Regions from separate parts of the Gossypium hirsutum genome. Here region 1 is linked to region 2. The links are chromatin contacts, called in public Hi-C maps. All regions are on one chromosome and are shown on one strand. The core of a region is the stretch at or near the end of the contact, and the rest is flanking DNA. Distances in the headings are between cores, read along the strand shown.

Region 1 (3,176 bases), core at 430-2,929, 310 kb before region 2:
CGTCAATCTGGAAGATAGAACTTAAAGATTCAGAAAACTTTACAAAAATGACTAGTATACATGCACTCATACCAAGTAATGGCAACATGTAAACAGGATGCAAGTCTTTTTATTATGCATGGAGCTGCTCTTTTTGCCTTAGAGAAAACAGAAAGTATGCTGCCTTATGAAAAAATAGAATTAATACAAAATAAATGACAATCAAGATAGCACAAAAACAGTGAGGACCTGATCATTAAAATCAATCTCCCTTCCTTTTGAGCCTTTGTCCAAACCAATCTGAAATGTGCAAAAGCATGTTGTTATTTAAGAGGTAGCTATGAACAAATATAAATCCAAGCACAATAGTGTAAGAATCTAGTCCTGAAACCTTCTGTTTTAATATTTTCTTTTTTACCATGAAATTTGGAAAACTGAAGTTAAAACTCTACATCAGACCTATGGACTGCACAAACTAAAATAAAACTAAATACCCTTGGTTAGATATTAAGAAATTAAGTAGAATTAGTGGTAAAAGAAATAAATTTACCTCTCCAACAGCAGCAGAAGGAGTGGTTTCAAAGAATTCCTTGAGAGTCGTAAACCAATTTGGACTTCTGTGAGGAACATACCTGCAACAAATGAAAACAGTAAAAGAGAAGAGCCTAAAAACTATATCTAAGTATTCATTTTAAAAGTAACCATTTTACCAAGGATGAACTCCAAAGCATGGAATAACAGAAGGATACTTGTCTCCCATTTCTTTGACCAAATGCCAGTCTTTCTACAGTTTTCAAGAAAAACCCAAACATAATATCATTATAAAAAAACAAATAAAATAGGAAAATGAATGAGAAATCCAAGGTAAAAGGAGCGACCTCAGAAACACCATTAACAGCAAAATTAAGGAGACCAGAATCCAAAGCAGTGGAAATGAGTTTGGGGGCTTTGTTGAGAATTCTGGGATCTTGAAGGTGGCAATGAGCATCAAACAATTTCATGGGTAGCTCTGTCTTCTTTGTGTTCGATGATACTTGTTAGGTTTACTGTTTTCGGTTCTACAAATTTTGCCGCAAAGATTTTTGGCCTTGGAGTTAGGGAACCTTTTAGAATATCTGTTTGTTCTGTCACTGACACTAACTCCACAAGGGCCACCTCCACGTTGCTTTACTTTCTACGCCCTTTTTCTATTGGCATAATTCCATATAATACCCTCGATATTTAGGGATTTTTAATTTTGTGCCCTTGACTTTTTTTTTTATGTATTGATATCATCAACATTACGATTTTTTCACAAGTCAATTTGGCTTTAACGGAAAACGTCAGTTAACCACCAGTCAAGCGCTGGTCAACGAAATAGCTTATGTGACATGCTAATCTGTCAAAAAAAAAAGAAGTAAATACGAAATTAAAAAACGAAGAATTTATAAAAAAAACCTTAAAATTAAAACCTATCATTAAAATCCCTAATCCCTTCTCAAATATTGAAATCCCTAAAACTTTTACAATAAAATTGGTATATATATTATAATTTTTGTTGTTTTTCAATGCTTCAACAGACACCAACCAATTTATTCTTTCACTGTTTTTCTCCATAGAATGAAATTAAAAAAAGAAGAAGAAAGAATAGAAAAGTAGTTATTTTGAATTCAAGTAACACAGAATCAATCTCCTTTCCACTTTGAATAAAAAGGCAAAAATGGAGAGTTTCAACGCTAAAGACCCATCAACAATTGGTGGCATATCCATCATTTTCCTTCATTCCTTCATTCCCACCCATTGCTTCCTTTCTCCATTATCAGATAGGCCCAGAAATAGGGAAGACACAGTGTATAAACTTGCTTCACTTTTGCTTACAGTTATTGGTGGTAGCTATATACTGTTCTTTCTATCTGGAAAGGGTGGGAAAATTCATTCTCATAATCAACCTTTGGAGAAAATGGTTGTTGTCAGTCTTGTCCTTGTTCCAACATTGTCTCATTGCGCTACCATTCTTTCTGTGTTTCTAGGTGTTGGAAACTCATCGTCGATGATGGTGTTTGCAATCATAGTGCTTTTATTCAGGTATAGAATGAAAAATGACTCTGAATTTTGAGAATTGCTTAAATCAATTTGAATTTGTCAGTAGTTGGCAGATGTTAGCTGTCGAAACCATTTTTTGAAAACAAGAAAAATAGGGGATCGACTTTGAAAACGGAAATGTGGAGTCGCCACCAATCTTTTTGTTTCGGTGTGATTGGATCACCTTAATAAAATATGTTACTCCATTTAAACCAATTTTGGCTTACGTAAATTTGAGAAAACGGGTTCGGGAGTCGGTTACGCATGAGGAAGGATTAGCACCCTCACTACGCCTAAAATTGGTACCAAATTGATTAAATAATGTCCTTATATCTAAGATTTAAAAATGTTTTTAAAATGTGATTCCTTTGAAAACATTTGAATGGTTCAAGTTGGTAATCAAAATTCTCTTGTTTCAGAAGAATATAGCATCACATCCAGCATGATATGATACGATCCTTTATACCCTCGAAAGCACGATAAATTTCGAGTTCCAAAAGTTTATATGTTGAAAATCACAGAAGGATGCCCAATTATTTAGTCCAACGAGAAAAACCGAAACCCAGCACAGTAGGGCACGATTCCTCTAATTTCTAGACATTGTACATTGCCTTGTTTTAGAATTTAGAAAACATGAGTGAAATTCTAAAGGGACATTTGATTATTTTGGACAAACGGGAAATTGCAACCCAGCATGGTAGGGCACGATTCCCCGAATTGCCAAACATCGAACATTTCCTTCGTTTTAAAGAATTTTTAAAGACATGAGTGAAATTCTAAAGGAATATTCGATTATTTTGAACAAAAAGGAAATTGCAACCCAGCATGATAGGGCACGATTCCCCGAATTGCCAAACATCGAACATCGCATTTGTTTTAAAGAATTTTTAAATGGATAATTATAAAACTAGCTTAAAACGCATTAATTTGACTTGAAATAGAATAGAATAGTTAGTTTGGATTAATAAGTTTAAAATCTCAACGAGTCAATTCCGAGTAAAAGGCGAAGTTATAAATATGAGACAATATGCATGGATAGCAAACTCTTTTAATGAATAAAAATAGTATAAAAATGAGTAGACAAATAAAAGAAAATTTAACGTGCATAAAATGATATTAAGCTCACATCCACACAT
Region 2 (3,434 bases), core at 14-2,513:
TAACTCGATTCGAGTTTTGAATTTGAGTCGAGTTAAATTTTACAATCCTAATAATTCAAATAACATATTGGTGTAAATACCTTTTTGGTCCCTATCAATTTTAAAAATAAACAAATTGGTCTACCCCTCAACAAAAATTTAAAAAAATTAAAAAATTTTCAATAATTTTCAATAATTTTTAAAATTCAAAATATTCATAAAAGTTTCAAATTTAATATTTTTAAAAAATTATACAAAATTATAAAAACTTCTAAAAAATATATAAAAAAGTTAAATCTTTAAAAAATTCTAAAATATTAATTTTTGGACCTAATTAATGATTCAAATTTATATATCTCATTTCTTATTATTATTTTGCTTTGAATATTTTTAAAATATATAGTTTTAAATTTATATGCTCTACTATGGAATTAGTTATCCTGTAATAATATTTTTATTTGACATGGTTAATTATTTTTAATTTAACTTGAACAATTTTACTCTATTTGATTTGACTTGAGTCAAATTTAATTTCAGAGACTCGATTCAAAAAATTTCAAAGTGAGTTAGAATGATAAAATAATACTCATAAACTCGATTAACTCAAATTTTTTTTACTAAATTTAACTCGATTTGATTGAACACTCACCCCTGAAAGTAATACAAAAATTCATCTTCATTTGAATATTATTATTAATATATTACAATTTAAATAATATTACTGATGTTTATTTTATATATATTTTTAAATTAATTTATTTTAATGTTAGATTTTTATAATTTTATAATTATCTTTGTTTTACTTTAATAAACAAATATAATTATCTTTTATTATATTTGAAAATATAACTTTAAATGTTACTAATATGTATATTTTAAAATTAACAAAGTAATATTTATTAATTTTAATATTATAACATGATTTACTTAAGTAAAATATAAAAGTAACAAAATAACTTATTTAAAATCAACTGTATAAAAAAATTATAAAATAAAGTTAAAACAAAATATATAAAAGTTATAAAGTTATAAAGTTATAAAATAAAGATAAACAAAATGAGGGTATTAATTTAGTTAAATTTTAAAATAAATGCCTCAATATGGGTAAAAGAAGTGTAATGTCAACCGACTAAATTTTTTAACCTCGTATTGTTAATATATATACGATTTCTTAGAAAAGTTGAACCAAAAAATAGGTAATTTTCTTAGAAAATTATGGGAAAATGTCACTGTACAGTATTTCCATGGCACAGCCACAATCCCATAAAATAACAAATCTAAATACGAAAAGAAAATAAAAGCTCCCATTTGGAGGAAGAAAGAAACACGGCGTCTTTGTCCTCTCAGACCCAAAACTCTCTTCTTTTTTTCTTTCTCTCTCTTTCTATTTCTTCATCTATTGATCTTTCTTCTTGCATTTCTTCTTTATAATCTAAGTTTTGGGTCTTTTTATTTTCTTTAAAAAAATCCGATTTGGTTTCTTTTGTTGGTGGGTTTTTGTTTTTGTTTTATTGTGTTTATTTTACAATCTATAGAAGGGGTTAATCCTTTTTCTGTTTCTTCTTTATATCGAAATTTGATTTTTCTTTTATTTATTGATAATCTGTGGATCGACCTGGACTTCCAATATTCTGATTCTTCTCTGTTTCAACTGTTAATAAGAGAAAATAAGAAGAAAACTAATGGGATTGGAGTCAGCTGGTGAGTTCTTTGAGAAATCACTGAAGTTTCGATCTTGACTTCAAAATTGCAATCCAATTGCTGATCAAAATCGGGGTGTTGTTAGTTTTTTCAACTTTTGGGTGGCTTCAATTTCAATGGAGCTATTGGGGATAATAGTAAATTTTGGGGTCAGAAATGGTGGATTCCTTTTCTAAGGGGATAGTTATGGATGAGGTTGGTCCTAGTAATCAAAGAGAGCCTCAGGGGGCCTCTGAATTGGGTTCAGATGAAGGGTCTGCAGTGCGATGGCGGCCGAGTCAGCTGGTTTTTGGACCGTATTCACCCAGGAATGAAGCTGATAGAAAGCCGCGTGTTTTTGTCAGGAGGCCTGTAAGTTATATTTTCTAATTGTTTGTTCCTATTTACTTCTAAAGATTTGTGGGTAGTTTTTTGCATGTTCAAATGTTTAGAAACTTTTGAGGAGCTTTCGATTTGGTTTGAGTTTGAATTGGTGTAGATTAAGAGATGTTCAGCTGGTTTGATTGGTGATTCTGTTTGTCTGACACAAGAGAAGCATATATAAACCAAGTAAACTTAATCTTTAATGTTTCACTACATGCAATATATCATAGAAAGCTCTCAATTATTATACTTTTCTCAATTTGTATAATGCACCATTTCAGTATCCTAAAGCCGAGTAAGTGATCAGATTTCTTCCAGTTAGAAGAATGCAATATGTTGATACAAATATTAGCAGATTGACTGCAACCTTATACTTTAGATCCCATGTCCTATCTACCCTGATAAGCCATTATTCACTTCAACTCATTCCAATCTATGATGTCTGTAAAAAAGTTAAACTAGGGAGAAGAGACTTTGAAAAATAGTCTCCATGGAGCGTGAATGCTTATTTGTCCTTCATTTGCCGACTGGATCATCAAAGTCTGACCTGACAATGGCACTATGGATCTCCTTCTATTTATTGGATGTTCTATTGTCAAATGGCCTTGTCATGTGCCCTATTCATTTCTTAATGCAGGAACTCATTTGAATTGGTATTTATGTTTTAATGTCTCAATATAGGATTTTTTTAAGCAACTATTAGAAAAAGTATATTGGCATATTTCTTAAAATTAAATGTTAAATAGATCTTTCTTGGGTTATACATATGATTTTATAGATCTTTTAAATTCCTAAAAAGTAAAAGAGGTAAACCCAAAAAAATGGCAAAGGAATCTTTTAGGTTGCATTTGATGTTCAAGATAATGGAGAGACTAAGATAACGTGACATGAGCATGGGTATAAGATTGTATTTTATCATCCTATTTTACATGTGTGCTGATTAAAAGTAGGATAGGCTTGATTATTATCTTGTTCCATGTTTGGTGCGTGGAAGAGATAGGATGATTGTTGTCCTTGGTCAAAAAGTGCCTTTGCAGCTGTCTAGATACAACTTTTTAAAGAAGACTGCAACTTTAGGAGGAACGCTGGATGCATGAAAAATATGATATCCAAAGTATGATTCTTGCCTATAGGTTTTGAAATGATCATTCCTTTTTCCATAGGATTACTCATCCTGTTGTCATACTATCCTCTTCTTAAAGGGAACACTAACATTAGATGGACTGGTTCTTATCATATGCTGCTTAGTCCTCCATGCCAAATGCATCACTTATACTTAGTTTTAATGTTGTTGAGAAATAGAAGGAAAAAGAACATTTTGATGAAATGCTTTATGTAGATCCTAGTCATTTAAGAGGTTCAACACTTTTTTCGCTTAAAAATATTTTATT

The links. Hi-C and Micro-C count contacts between places; a contact is called where the count stands out from the background.
Region 1: a contact with region 2 is called in a Hi-C map of anther, with 2.9 times the contacts expected there. The contact joins the promoter of LOC107956775 here to the promoter of LOC107891373 in region 2. A contact is called at or near these places in 8 of 34 Hi-C or Micro-C datasets (anther, hypocotyl, leaf and 1 more).

The regions. Positions count from the first base shown.
Region 1 is chrA11:85,652,516-85,655,691 of Gossypium_hirsutum_v2.1, reverse strand. LOC107956775 reads left to right here and starts at 1,679. Exons shown (of 1, transcript XM_016892302.1): 1 at 1,679-2,074. The coding sequence starts at 1,679. The coding sequence ends at 2,074. It also overlaps the pseudogene LOC107890937.
Region 2 is chrA11:85,343,424-85,346,857 of Gossypium_hirsutum_v2.1, reverse strand. LOC107891373 (dual specificity protein kinase YAK1 homolog) reads left to right here and starts at 1,263. Exons shown (of 18, transcript XM_041081948.1): 1 at 1,263-2,031. The coding sequence starts at 1,837.